5 separate regions of the Mus musculus genome follow, and regions 2, 3, 4 and 5 are each linked to region 1. The links are chromatin contacts, called in public ChIA-PET and promoter capture Hi-C maps. All regions are on one chromosome and are shown on one strand. Each heading gives the region's core, a stretch centred on a gene start, on an enhancer-like site or on the middle of the called end of the contact. The rest is flanking DNA. Distances are from core to core; before and after follow the strand shown.

The links. Promoter capture Hi-C pulls out the DNA fragments that hold promoters and counts their contacts. ChIA-PET counts read pairs in DNA pulled down with a chosen protein or histone mark. Capture Hi-C pulls out chosen DNA fragments and counts their contacts.
Region 2: an RNA polymerase II ChIA-PET map of memory CD8 T cells shows a contact between it and region 1, with 5 read pairs. The contact joins the promoter of Pin1 here to the promoter of Tmed1 in region 1.
Region 3: a promoter capture Hi-C map of liver shows a contact between it and region 1, with 5 times the contacts expected there. The contact joins the promoter of 1810064F22Rik here to the promoter of Tmed1 in region 1. A contact is called at or near these places in 2 of 39 promoter capture datasets (liver and pre-B cells).
Region 4: a contact with region 1 is called in a promoter capture Hi-C map of liver, with 2.7 times the contacts expected there. The contact joins the promoter of Angptl6 here to the promoter of Tmed1 in region 1. A contact is called at or near these places in 1 of 39 promoter capture datasets (cranial neural crest) and 2 of 9 other capture datasets (adipose tissue and liver).
Region 5: a contact with region 1 is called in a promoter capture Hi-C map of liver. The contact joins the promoter of S1pr2 here to the promoter of Tmed1 in region 1. A contact is called at or near these places in 8 of 39 promoter capture datasets (the C10 cell line, the HPC-7 cell line, cranial neural crest and 4 more) and 1 of 9 other capture datasets (liver).

The regions. Positions count from the first base shown.
Region 1 is chr9:21,508,836-21,511,598 of GRCm38.p6, reverse strand. Tmed1 (transmembrane p24 trafficking protein 1) reads left to right here and starts at 1,365. Exons shown (of 4, transcript NM_010744.4): 1 at 1,365-1,605; 2 at 2,248-2,345; 3 at 2,485-2,668. The coding sequence starts at 1,423.
Region 2 is chr9:20,650,731-20,653,493 of GRCm38.p6, reverse strand. It overlaps Pin1 (protein (peptidyl-prolyl cis/trans isomerase) NIMA-interacting 1), which reads right to left and starts at 1,376. Exons shown (of 4, transcript NM_023371.4): 1 at 1,297-1,376. The coding sequence starts at 1,354.
Region 3 is chr9:22,212,471-22,215,233 of GRCm38.p6, reverse strand. 1810064F22Rik (RIKEN cDNA 1810064F22 gene) reads left to right here and starts at 1,374. Exons shown (of 2, transcript NR_027981.1): 1 at 1,374-1,511.
Region 4 is chr9:20,878,288-20,881,050 of GRCm38.p6, reverse strand. It overlaps Angptl6 (angiopoietin-like 6), which reads left to right and starts at 1,341. Exons shown (of 6, transcript NM_145154.2): 1 at 1,341-1,448; 2 at 2,448-2,763. The coding sequence starts at 2,457.
Region 5 is chr9:20,975,388-20,978,150 of GRCm38.p6, reverse strand. S1pr2 (sphingosine-1-phosphate receptor 2) reads left to right here and starts at 1,358. Exons shown (of 2, transcript NM_010333.4): 1 at 1,358-1,553.

The sequences.
Region 1 (2,763 bases), core at 116-2,615:
AAAAAAATAAAAGGACTTCAAGTACTTCAAGTACTATATTAAGCAGATATGGGGAGTGGACACCTTGTTTTATTCCTGATTGTGGAAATGTTCTGAGTTCTGTTTAGGCTGATGTTGGTTGCTGTAAATTACCTTTATTCTTTTGAGGTTTCTCTTTCTTTTTTTTTTTTTTTCCCCGAGACAGGGTTTCTCTGTGTATCCCTGGCTGTCCTATGTCCTGGCACTCACTCTGTAGACCAGGCTGGCCTCGAACTCAGAAATCCACCCGTCTCTGCCTCCTGCGTGCTGGGATTAAAGGCGTGCGCCACCACGCCCGGCTCAAGCTACTTTTCTTATATAGCTCATCCCCACCTGTCTAGGAAAGGTACCATCTACAGTGGGCTGGGTCTTCCAGCAACGTTGAAAATGCCCAACAGGCAATTCCTCAAGTGACACTCAACTTGCCAGATTATTTTGTCAAGTGAACAAGAGCTAAGCACACAGTGTTGTGTGTGTGTGTGTGTGTGTGTAGGTCAGAGGACAATTGCAGGAGTCAATTCTGACCTTCCACTATCGTAGCACATGGGGATTAAACTAAGGTCATTAGGTTTAGCAGCAAGCGCCTGTGTTCTCTGAGCCATTCAAAGCCCAAAATAGATTCCTTGATTTTTTTGCTGGTCTGGAACTATGTAGTTCCATACCAGTTCGAGAGGATGGCCTCGAACTCCTTCCACCTCCCGACTCAGCCTTTCAAGTACTGGAATACTGCATGTGTCAGCACAGATGCACGTGGACCTGCTGACCCAAAGGTTTGAGATGTATTGTACGCAGGCTGAGGCAGTATTCTACTCACCAACAAACATTCCACCACCCCCTTAGGGATGGTATAAGGTGTAAAGGAAAAGCAGTCGGGGGAGGCCATGCTCACTGAACTAACATCGCCAGAACTCCAATATTGGAATACTAGCACCTGGCATATCTGCCTGTCGCACCCGTCACACAAGTTGAGATCAGAATCCAACAAAGCCGCCGTCCTCGGAGGGCTACGCCTACACTTGATTGACCAATGGGCAAAAGCACCTTGAATTGGGGAAGGCAGAGAGCGGGCGGTGCCAAGGGAGGACCTGCAAACCTCCCCGTTTAGTCATCTTAATTGTTGCCTGTAAAGAAGTGCTTCACCATTTTTAGATTTGTCAGTGCCCCCACCAAATGCAGTGGTTGATATCAGACTTGGGTAGGTTTCACGAAGTTCGCAGTAGCGTTAGTATGCTTTCTAGCAGATTAGGCAATTACCAGGGCAGCTCCCCATCCTGGGGCCCTTCAGTCAGCATTCCGCGGCTTTGGGGTCGAACAGAAGCCGAAGCCAATGAGCTTTGCCGAAATAAGAGGTGGGCAGGACAAATCCTTAAAGGGTCCACGCCCCGTGAGTAGAGGGTGACCCGGATGATGGCGGCCGGCGCGGCCGTAGCACTGGCCCTGTGGCTACTCCTGCCAGCAGTAGGAGTGGGAGAGGCAGGGCCGCCGCCTATCCAGGACGGCGAGTTCACATTTCTGCTTCCCGCCGGGAGAAAGCAGTGTTTCTATCAGTCCGCACCGGCCAATGCTAGTCTTGAGACCGAGTACCAGGTGAGAGAGGGGGTCCCGGGCTCGGAATAGAGCAGGGCTGGGGGCGTGGCCAACAGGCGGGAGGGGCGGGGCAGAGGTGTGGCCAGAACGCTAATAGTCTTGCAGAGAAGGGGCATGCTCTGCTCAGAGCTCTTTGGGTTGGGTTCTAGGGAAGTTCCTGGCGGCTGTTGGGTAGGTTACGATTAAGTTAGCGGTCAGGTAGACAGCCACCTTAGACTACTCAAGGGCGTTGGCAGGGTGGTTGATAAAAGACCTCACGTGGATGTATCCATCTTAGGGACTGGGAAGAAACCTTGTAGGTGTGGATGGATGTTGGTCTTCAGATAGGCCCTTGGGGGAATCCAAATAGCTTGCTGGGTTAAAACAAAACAAAACAAAACAAAAACCGCTTGCTGCTAAACTACGACGACCCGAGTTTCCTAACTCTATGGTAGAAGTGCAGCTCTGACTAATCTCCCTCCACAGGCGCTACTCCTCTATCTCAAGCAAATACCTGGGATTTGTGGTTGTTCTTTTTTCTTCTTAAAGATAGGTTCTTGGTGATCTTACATGGGTCTTTCCCGGTTCGGTTTAACCCAGGCTTTCTGTGGCAGATAGGCTTGCACAAAGCTGCCAGTTCCCCAATTCTTACCTGCTCTTCAGGTGATCGGAGGTGCTGGGCTGGACGTGGACTTCACCTTGGAGAGCCCTCAGGGTGTGCTGTTGGTCAGTGAGTCTCGAAAGGCTGATGGGGTACACACGTGAGTGAAGTCCTGCCCTGCCTTGGTTCAGTTACAGCCCTGCAGCTCCCCAGTGGCCTCAGGTTACCATCCTACTGGTTCCACAGACCAGCTGGCTGGTCACTCCAGGGTCACGTCTATGTCTCATCTGTCTGCCCAGGGTGGAGCCTACTGAGGCCGGAGACTACAGGCTGTGCTTTGACAACTCCTTCAGCACCATCTCAGAAAAGCTTGTGTTCTTTGAGCTCATCTTTGACAGCTTCCAAGATGAGGAGGAGGTAGAAGGTTGGGCGGAGGCTGTGGAGCCAGAAGAGATGCTTGATGTCAAAATGGAAGACATCAAGGTGAGCTGGGTATGATGGTGCATGCTTAGAATCCCAGTTCTGAGGAGGCTGAGGCAGGATGCCAGTGAGTTCAAGACCAACCTTATTTACATAGC
Region 2 (2,763 bases), core at 127-2,626, 860 kb after region 1:
GGTTCAATGGGTAAGTGCCTGCAGCCAAGCCTGAGGATATGAGTTACGCATGGTAGAAGGAAAAAAACTCTTGCAAGTTATTGTCTGCTCTCCACATGCACACACACTAAGTATAGTCTTACTAATAAAGACTGCCTCAATAAATACATTGGGCAAAGTGGTGCATGCCTGTAATTTCAGCACTTGGGGGAGCTGAAGCAGGGGACCAAGAATTCAAGAGTAACCTGTCTTTATGAGGCTCTGTCTAATACCTTTCCACATCCACCCTCGACAAAATGGGGAAAGTGAATGACATTAAACCTAGCTGGGTTAATTCAGAGAGAGCCATAAGCAGTGTCCAGAACCCTGATGCTTAATAACTAAGAATTCTGAGAGAGCTCTGTAGGCTGCAGAGACCCTAGCTCTACCTGAGGTCCTTGTAGGCTACTCTAGGCGTTGCCACTGACACCGAGGAAGGCTATGCTTGGGATCAAAAGAAGTAAAAATAAAAATAAAATTAAAAATCATTGCAATCCAGGGCATTCCTAGTAACTGAAGTGCATTATCAGATGAGTTCTTTCCGTGTCCTGGCCTCAGTTTCTCTCACCTCAAAAATGAGAGCAAGTCTTCTTTTGAAAGAGGGTAGCTACAGAGAGGAGGAGGAGGAGGAGGAGGAGGAGGAGGAGGAGGAGGAGGAGGAGGGAGAGAATAAGCCAAGGAAAAAGAGGGAGGGAGATATGGAGGTGGGGGTGGGGATAGGGGAAGAGGAAGAGAGAGGAGAGGAGAGAAGAGAGGAGGGTAGGGGGGAGAGGGAGAGAGAGAGAGAGTGGGAGAACGTGAGACCACACCGACGTGGACTTATGAAAGAACTTAAAGTCTTTCAAAGAGCTTGGTACCATGCTTGACCCAGAGACGAACTGGCCTGGTTAGAAGCCATCACTGCCGCAGGGTCCCGATGGGGGTTGGGGGGTGGGATGAGCAGGCACGTGTCTCGGATGCTGCGGGAGAACTCAGATCAGGGCGGCCCACGCCCTCTGCACTGAGTCCGGATCTCTTCCTCTCAAGGGAGCCCCGAGGTGCAGCCTCGTCACCTCTGAGCACCGGAGCCCAGCGGTGGGCGAGGACGGGGGCGCGTCTGTGCCTGCCCCACCTCCTACCTCAGTTTCTGGCTTTCCGGGCCCGTTATCCGCGGAGGAGGCCAGATCTCCATGCCCGAATCAGGCCGGTGATGAGACTCGCCTGTCTCGGCAAGCTCCAGCCTAACTTCCGAGAGCTCGCGAGGCCCCGCCCTGGCCCCGGGCGACCCCCAAGAGGTACCTGAGCTGCGACTCATACGCTTCTCCCAGCCTGGTGGCAGCTTCTCCTCGTCCGCCATCTTCCCTCCTGCCGCAGCGCCTGCTCCGCCTCCGCGGCTCTGACCCCGCGCCAGAGCAGCGCCGCTGGTGATTGGCTCGTCCAATAGAAACGCCAATTGGACGGCAACACGGAGCCGCGAGCACGCGAGCTTTTTATTGGACTCCCCCGCGGTCGGACCGCCCCTACACACAGCCTCCCACCTTCCCAACACCACTGCCGATTGGCTCGTCTGGAAGCTACGTCTATTGGGTGCTCCAACCGGGAAAGTGGCTCCCTCTAAGCGTCAAAAGGCTCTCTTGGTTCGCTTAGGCCACAAAATAGAGCTTATTTGACTGGCTCCTGAGGCAGCCAATCCGGCCTTCTTGAGCCTTTCTCGGAGGTCCGCCAACATCCGCGCGGAAGTGGCCAGCAGGAACTAAGATACAAGGTACTTTTGCTGTACTTTGCCGTTGCCATAGCAATGCAGTTGCCTTGGTGACTATGCAGCGCCTAACTATGCAGAGGCTAACTATGTAGAGCCTAAATTTGGCTTTTGAGTTCTCCTTCTTCCCACTGTTTTTTCCCAAATGTCCAAAGCGAAACCAGTCCCGTTTGGTTTTCACAAGGCGAACCATTTCACTGGTCCATTCACCCACTTTCCGTGTCTTTTTTAGAACCTACTTCGACTTATTCCTTCTCCATGGGCTCCTCCTGGCTTCTAGGCAGGTGACTGATGGGTGAGAGCGGTACCACTAGGATGAGGAAAGGGAGTAGGAGGGGGTGGACAGCTCCAACGATCAGTTTTAGTCAATTGGTAGTCTAAGGAAAAGGGTGTGCTAGTGTGTACCTTCAATCCCAGTACTCAGGAGGCAAAGGCAGGCAATTCTCTGAGTTCGAGAACAGCCTGCTCTTCAAAGTGAATTTCAGGACAGACAGGGCTTCACAGGAAACCTTGTTTCAACAAACAAACGAACAAACAAGCAAAAGGAAAAAAAAAATCTGTGTAGAGCTAGAGAGATGGCTCAGTGGTTAAGAGCCCTAGCTACTCTTCCACAAGACCTTTTCAATTCACCAGGCCTGAACGTAGTATGCATTCACACATACATGCAGGCAAAACATTCATATACATTAGAACTTTAAAATGTTACTTTATGCCTAGTGGTGGTGGCAAATGCCTTTAATCCTAGCACTTGGAAGGCAGAGGTAATCAGATCTCCAAGCTCAAGGCCAGGCTGGTGTACAAAGTGAATTCCAGGACAGCCAGAGTTACACAGAGAAACCCTATCTCCAGAATTTTTTTTTTTAAAGTTACTTTACAAAAGATTACATTTATAAGGGATACTGCCAAGAAAACTGTAGTCAAGAGCACAATTTGTGGCAATCTGATCTCTCCTTTCACCATGGGATTCTGGAGGTCAAACTAAAGTTGTCAGGCTTCGTGGCAAGTTA
Region 3 (2,763 bases), core at 125-2,624, 700 kb before region 1:
TTGTTTTTTGTTTTTTTCGAGACAGGGTTTCTCTGTATAACCCTGGCTGTCCTGGAACTCACTTTGTAGACCAGGCTGGCCTCGAACTCAGAAATCCGCCTGCCTCTGCCTCCCGAGTGCTGGAACTAAAGGTGTGTGCCACCACGCCCGGCTAGCTGGCTTATTCTAATTGGTGTAGCAAGTAACCCTTTCAGGCATTGGTTGGTTTGTATAGGGTGACTAAGTAACCCTTTGGCCTAGTCCCTCACTCTGCCTGCCCTTGTGGTTGGTCAGCAAAGCAGCAGTATGTTTTGAACTTATGGGTCAGCTATTAACATCACAGCTATTAAATCATGGCTATCAACGTCAGGGGAATTCTAGCAACAAGGTCAGGGTGGTTTGTGGTTTTTCTTGGAATTCAGTGTGGGGTAGGGTAGGGGAATTTTTCTGAGAACTATTATTTTTGTTATGGTTATTTCTCTGAGAACAGCAAATCTTATTTTGGCAGTTGTAGGCTTAGTCATTTTGACCACTCAAACTATATAGTTTGTGGTCTTGAACTTATCTTGGATTCTGCAGTTGTCGTGAGGGATATGAGTTCAAGCCTTCAGAACAAACTGGAACCTGTTTGTCAGTGAAGCTTCCTAATACCACCCCAGTAACAGGAGACAGCACACTAGCATTTAGAACTTTCAGGTGCTAATGGTATCTACGGACTTGTTAATATGTTTACATTTTTTAAAAGATTATATTTATTTATTTTATGTATATGAGTACACTGTAGCTGTCTTCAGACACACCAGAAGAGGGCATCAGATCCCATTACAGATGGTTGTGAGCCACCATGTGGTTGCGGGAATTGAACTCAGAACCTCTAAAGGAGTAGTCAGTGCTCTTAACTGCTGAGCCATCTCTCCATCCCACATATGAAATTGTTAAGGAGTAAACTACGCTATTGTAAAACAGAGAAATAAACAATCCTAAAACATCTATAACCAACATCACACTAATGCCAAAACCCAGAGACCATTTCTTCTAATAATTGGAACAAAACAAGGGTTTCCACTCTCTGTAACCTTCCCAGCCTTGAGCAGGCTAAGAAGACCTTGAACATTTGCCACAACAGGTCTTATCAACCTGGACAGAGACATTTGTCTTGGCTGCAGTTGTAGGTTCCCATGGGAACTTAGCTGTTTTGGCTGCCTACGTTGACCTTGCTCTACAACATATTCCAGCTGAAGAAGGGGGTGGGTTTTGTGGTTTTTCCCTTTATAAATGCAAAGCTAATTATTAAACTTTGAGCCTTAATCAGAACCTTTGTCTTGGCTTCATTCTTCTCTCGTCATCCCCCCACCCCACCCCCTTCATTTCCAGCCTCCCTTTCAGGTAAAACCAGTTTGCTGGAGGCTGCTGGATGGCTACAGGTGGCACCTGAATGAAGGGCCTGAAAACAGGGGAACCTACTGAGAAACGGTGTCTTGGGTGGAGCTCCATAGAAAACACAAGAAAAGTGAAAGTATCCATGAAGCATGGTAAGCAACATACAGCATTAATGCTAGCGCTAGCCATAAATTTTATCTTTTGGAGACTGTTGTTGCAGGAGATTTATTCAAAGGGATACCAGCTAGGCTGAAGTGGTGCTGGCCCGACACCGACTTCACCTAGGGTTGACAGGGCAATGAGACAGAGAAATTCTAAATAGGCCTTTGTCTGCTGTCTAAAAGAGCTGCTCCAGGCGAGAGGAGCAGGGTTTTCAAAACAGACATTAGAAAAAAATTTTAGCTCAAATAGATTCGTGTAGTCCATGGTTTTCAGAAGAAAGCACTTTAAATAAGGAAACCTAGGATAGATTTGAGACATTCTAGGAGCCACTCGGACAGATCCTATCACCTTCTGTCTGTGGGTGCTTATAGAAGATGCTATTGATAATAATAAAAACGAAGAGACTTCACAGGTGTTAGCTACTGCCCAGGAGCAGCTTGAGGAACCCCAGGGAGAACAGCTGCCAGAGAGGGCTTCCGCAGAAAGAGGCACTCTCAACTCCAAAGCACAACAATACAGACCTGGCACGCCTTATAGACCTAGGGAGACAGAACTTGGAGGCACTGATGATGAATTAGATGCAGAGGAGGAAGAAGATTTAGAAGAAGAGGTTGTCAAATATCATAATGAGGATTGGCCTCCTTTTGTACTTTCTGCTCTGCCTATGGCCTCTAATGTAGGAAATGCTGCTCAGATGGACATGCAAGTCTATAAATTAGAATTAGAAGTTAAGCTTCAGAAATTGACTAATAAACTACAAGAATAAGAGTGCATCAAGTACAGGAAAGAGCAATAATCCTGATATGCCAATTTCCATTAGAAAAGCTGTGAATCAGGCTTGCAGAGAGGAGCAAGATACATCTGAAGTGTTGGCTTTTTCTGTAGTTGAGATAGTTGATCAGCAGGGCAATGTAGTCAGACAATATCAAATGTTAGACTTCAAAGTGATAAAAGAGTTAAAAACAGCTGTGGCCTAGTATGGCCCCATAGCTCCCTTTACACAGGCTTTGTTGGATACTGTGATGGAAGCTCATTTAACCCCTCAAGACTGGAAAACTGTATGTAAGGCTACTTTGTCAGGATTTCTGAATGGCGTGAAGCAAGTAAAAGAACTGCTCTGATGGATGCTCAGGCAGGTAATGCTCAATAGGATATAAACATGCTTTTAGGAGAAGGTCAATATGAAGGTAATGCTAATCAGATCAGGCTACTTGCAGGAGAGTATGCCCAGGTTGCAATGGC
Region 4 (2,763 bases), core at 92-2,591, 630 kb after region 1:
TTGAGGCCAGCCTGGTCTACAAAGTGAGTTCCAGGACAGCCAGGGCTACACAGAGAAACCCTGTCTTGAAAAACCAAAGAAACAAAAAAGAAAGAAAGAAAAAAAAAGAAGCCAGGTCTGCTTTGGTATGCAAAACATGTGCATGCTCGCGTGTGTGTGTGCACACACACACACTGTCCCCTGTCCCAGGGTCTGAAGCCAAACAAAAAGGTCACTCCTCTGCTTCCTGCTTATGTGTAGCATGCAAGCTCTCAGCTACTGCTCCAGGATCATGTTTGTCTATCTGTCTGTCTGCTGCCATGCTCCCTGTCATAATGGTTATAGACTCACCCTCTGAAACTGTAACCAGGCCCCCAATTAAATGCTTTCTTGTATAAGTTGGTCATGGTGTCTCTTCACAGCAGAAGAACCATGACTAAGACAAGGATCTAAAGCAAAGAGCCTCGGACAGCTCCAAAACTTGCTGGGTAGCATATGGACAGAAACATCTTGTCTGACAAGAAAGCCAACATAGTAATGAGAGCATCTGCAGGCAGGAGCCAGGAGAAGACTAACGACTAATAAGTCAACATAAAACAACCCTCAGATAAAATCTTCCTCCGCAATGTTCCCTTTTGTGTCCTCTAACATTCCAAGCCCCCTGCCCCTCGTACAATCTCCATTTCTCTAGTAAAGGACTGCCTGCTCTGTTGAGCTGATGCTGGCTTTTATTTCCATGTTGCCTTCATCAGTTCCGATCTAACACCCACTCCCACTCCCTTTTAAGACAGGGGCTCACTGGCTGGCTTGGAACTCACAGAGCTCCAACTGCTGCTGCCTCCCAGGTACTGTGATTAAGTCTGTGCTACCACATCCTAAGGTTTTGTTTCTTCTGGCAATATTGGGTACCAAGGACTTTGTAAGTGTCCTACTACTGAGCTACACCCCCAGCCCCTCACTGGGGGATTCTAGGCAGGGGCTCACACCTCTACTGGCTGCTGGGGTTAAATGAGAAAGTTTTACCCCTTTAAGGGTGTCCCCAGCGCCAGGCATCAGGGTACTCACTGATACATCATCATTGTCATGGTTGTCTGAGTCTGGAGCCCACAAGTCTACCAGGGCCTAGGGCCTCCCATGCTCTGTGAGCCTGAGAGAAAGGAAGAGACTCGTAGGGCAGTGGCCTCTGTTATCATGCTCCGGAGGCCTGGGCAAGGGGATCTGGCTATTCTGCCCAGGGTTCTCACACTGGAAATACTAAATATTTACACTTGCTGTGCTCCCAGGCTCCATCCATGCTCTGGGGGATGGGTGGTTTCCAAGTCTTCTCTCGGCTTCTGTCTTTTCAGTCTCCTGCACCCAGATACTCACCCAGAAGGACTCCCGGTCCTTCGTCCTGGTCCTTCAGGCCTTCCTCAGATTTTGTGGAATTGCCGCAAACCTCACTGGAGCCAGCGTCTGGGCTGTGAGAGGTGAGAGTGGGTAGGAGTGGATGTAGGTAGATGCTGTTTGTAGAGTGCATCTGGTCTTGATTGTGTGTGTACGGGTGTGTATGTATGTTGTCTATGTATGTGCATGTATATGTATGTGCGTATGTATGTATGTGTATGTGTGTGTGTGTGTGTATACGTTGTGTGTGGGGGGGCACAGGGAGGCTCCCAGGTCTCTCATTTACTCCAAGCTTGCCAACGAAGGCGGCCACATGTGCCCAAGACTGCCCAGTGCTTGGGAGCTGACGCCTGATGAGCAGCCACTGTAGTTGATGTACCTTGCCTCTAGCTCAGAAGTTTCCACGGCTCTCTCACTTCCCTTCTATGCCACCCCACAGGCCTCTTTGCTATGTCTTCTTTTCAGCACATCTGAAATGAGATCCAATTCCAGGACCTTTGCACTTGTGGTTTCTTCTGAGCAGGTCCAAGTGTGTGCCCGAGTGCCTGGGAGTGGTGGCATAGGGCCCTGGGTGTGAATTCTGCAGGGCAGGAGTGGGGAGTCACGAATATTAACCTGGTATGGTGGCACACACAAGCCATCTAGGGATGAAGAGGCCCAGGCAGTAGCATCCTAACCTAGTTCGGTAACAGACTGGGCTACTAGTGACACCATGTCTCAAATTAGAAAAGAGGGGCCCAGCATGAGTGATGGATGTTCCATCCCCTGCACGCCCCGCCCCCCACGCAAAATGGAAGTTTTCTCTTTAAGTGGGGGCCACCGAAGGTTCTGAGGGGAGAGGTGACCAGGTCCAAGTGTCCGGAACCGAGGATGGAGAGGGATTTGGGGTGTAAAATGATTCTGGTTGTTGTATGAACTGTGGTAAACGGACAATCTGCGCTGCGAGCTGCAGCCCAGCTCTGTTGTGGAGTACAACCGTAGGAAGTGACGCCCAGGGATCAATACTTTAGCTCTCCTTGGCTACCTTGGAGCTTTGGGACCCGTCTAGGCTAAAACAGTAGTCTCTTTCCTCTTCACTGCAGGTGACGGCCATGGGGACCGCCAGGCTACGCAAGCTGCAACTGCTGCTTCTGCTGGGCGCTTGGAGGGCGCTCGGAGGTGCCGCGCGTTGCCGCGTCACCCTAGTTTTGTCCCCGCAGAAGGCAACTAGCGCCGTCTGCAGGAGCTCAGAAGCCACCCAAGACAGCGAACTGGCCACGCTGCGCATGCGCCTGGGTCGCCACGAGGAGCTGCTGCGCGCGCTGCAAAGGCGTGCGGCGGAGGGTGGTGCGCTCGCGGACGAGGTGCGCGCACTGCGCGAGCACAGTCTCACCCTGAACACGCGCCTGGGCCAGCTGC
Region 5 (2,763 bases), core at 109-2,608, 530 kb after region 1:
TCAGATCCCCTGGGGCTGGACTCAGAAGTTGTCAGGTCTGTGGGTGCTGGGACATTCTGTTCTCTGCAAGAGCAGGAAGTGCTCTTGACCATTAGAGGCACCTCTTTAGCGCCTTTTAAAAATTTATTAATTTTAACTTTATACCCATGTGCGTGCATGCACGTGGGTGTGTACATGTACGTGGGTGTGTGCATGTGCCTCAGCAGCAGGCCTTGGAGGTCACAGGACAACTTGCAGGAATTGGTTCTCAATTTCCACCTTGTGGGTCCCAGGCAAGGCCTTACCCACTGACAACTCACAGCCTCCTGGAACTCACTCTGTAGACCAGGCTGGCCTTGAACTCAGAAATTCGCCTGCCTCTGCCTCCCGAGTGCTGGGATTAAAGGCGTGCACCACCACGCCCGGTTTTGTTATTCTTTTTTAAATGCATTTATTATTATTGTACATGTATCAGTGAATGAATGTAGGTGCAGCAATGCCAGTGTGCCCTGTGGAGGTCAGAGGCCAACTTTGCTTCCAGGGACTGACCTCAGGTCAGGCTTCCAGACAAGCCCTTTCCCCTCCCTGCCTAGTGGAGCTGGACAGCTGACCTTCTGTCACTCACTCTAATTTTGGATTTTTTTTTCACCCTGAGTTGTTTGGAGGGAAGGAGCCAACAGGATCATGTGATCCAGATTGGCCTTGAACTCTAAAACAAACCTCCTGCTTCTACTTCACAAGTTTGGAATTAGAGGCCCAAGCCACCATTCCATATTTTTGCAGTGTTGAGGATGCATGCTAGGCAAACACTCAACCACCTGCCTCCACATCCCTGCCTGTTGTTTTTCAGAAAGGGTCTTGAGCAGGCAGTGGCTTAAGGTTGCTAAGAGGACCCTGAACTCCTGATCTTCCCACCTCCCAGGTGGCAGATGCTGGAATGACAGGCATATGTGCCACAAAGCCCAGTTGGATCTGGGAGTTCTTACCAAGTCTTCTGTTTGGGGGGCTGGGTATGATACAGTGTAGGAATTTATTTCTTGTAGAAACACATAGTAGGTGCTTAATCTTGAATTGCTGAGTTCTCACATAGTAGGTAAGTGTGATTTCCTCCATTTCCAGGTCCCAAGCATTAGCCTGGCGCTAAGCCAAATGGAATACAGTTGTTTCAGTACTAGGTCACCTGGGTTAAGAGAGCTGTGACGTCACGCGGCCGTGACATCATGCCACGGCAGTTCTCACGAGTGGGGGTTGGGAGGAGCAGGGCAGGAGTGTGTGTGTGGGGGTGTGGACAAAGGGGCCCTGCTCTTCCCCCGTGCGCGCCCTGGCTAACTGGCGGGCCACATCTGGAATTCATTGCAAGTCGCCGCCGGAAAGAGGAGGAGAGGAGGGCGGGGCGAGCAGGGAGTTGGGGCCGGAGGCAGCGGCTCTGCCCGCCTCTCTCTTGTCCTGGGTCCCCAACTCCGGGACATAGACCGAGCACAGCCAACAGTCTCCAAAACCAACCACTGGCTGTCCCGGGGCGCAGACGCCAAGGCCACTCAGGCCAGGGCAGGGACCCCGGCCGGCCTAGCCAGGTGAGCGCGCGGGGCAGAGGGGAGGTTCCGATCTGGGCGGCCGCGGTTCACGGAGACCCTGAGATCCCAGCTGGGGGGCCCGGTCCGGGGTCAGGCGCTCGTACAGGCGTTGCACGCGCTGCTCCAGGCTCTGCTGCACCGAGGGAACAGATCATCTACCATGCGCCCCTGCCCACTACTCCAGGCAGCTCGCCACCTACTCAGTGGCGCACCCCCAGACTGAGCTCCCCGCCTTCCTTCGGGCAGGAAGTTGGCGCTGAAGAGAAAGGCGGAATCCGAGCGCTTTGAGCTGGAGACTTTGCAAGACTGGATGGGGGTTCTCAGGAAGCAGGGTTTGGGGCAGTGAGGTTGTTGGGGAGAGGTGCAGCATCCCTTCTTCTCTGTCTCCGGCTAGGATGAAAGGTGCTACGGACGAGCGAGCGGGGAAAGCTTTCAGAGTTCATGGGCGGGGTCCCCGGCGAAGGCCGTCGCCCCACCGCCTGTGAGACTAGTTTTTTGCCTCAGTTTCCAGTTAGTTGCCCCTCTCTTTCAGTCTCTCTTTCGGAAGAATCACTTTGTATCGAAGGAAAGGGACATTAACTGCAAAGTCCAGGTGTCTCCTTTTCCTAGCTCAGGGATGGGGCGTAGGAGTGAAGGAAGGCACGCGTGGCGTGGAGTCCGCGTTGTCGCGGGCTACACGGCGTTGGGACCTCGCCCCCCTCTAGAGCATGGGTTGACTCACCCGGGGATTTCCACCTCCCCACCCCCGTCCCTATCCTTGTTGTTAGATGCCCGAGGCGACACCCGCAGAGCCTACTGTCCCCTGCGGGGCAACATGGGAGCATCACTGAGGGGGGGGGAGGGAATGAAGTAGCTGTAGTTACTCTCTCCAGTGCCCCAGGAATCTGGATGTGGGGGGCCTCTGGTGGGGTGCAGAAATGTGGCCACCCCCTGTTGCTTTGTGCAGGATAGGGACATCCTGCGCGCGTGTCGGGGTCTCAGGAGAGAGAGATGGCGCCGCCCCAGCGCAAGCGAGTGTGGATACCACGCATTCCTCGGCCTGATAAGGAGCTGGAGAGTGCTGCCTGAGCCAGGCGGGTCTTACTGTCGCCAAGGAGACGCGCCCGGCTTCAGCTTCCTATAGTGGTAGGGTAGGGGTGCTGCCAGGAGATGTCCCCATGCTTTGCATGCGAACGAGCCCCCCAATTTCAGGCTCTTTCATTCATTCATG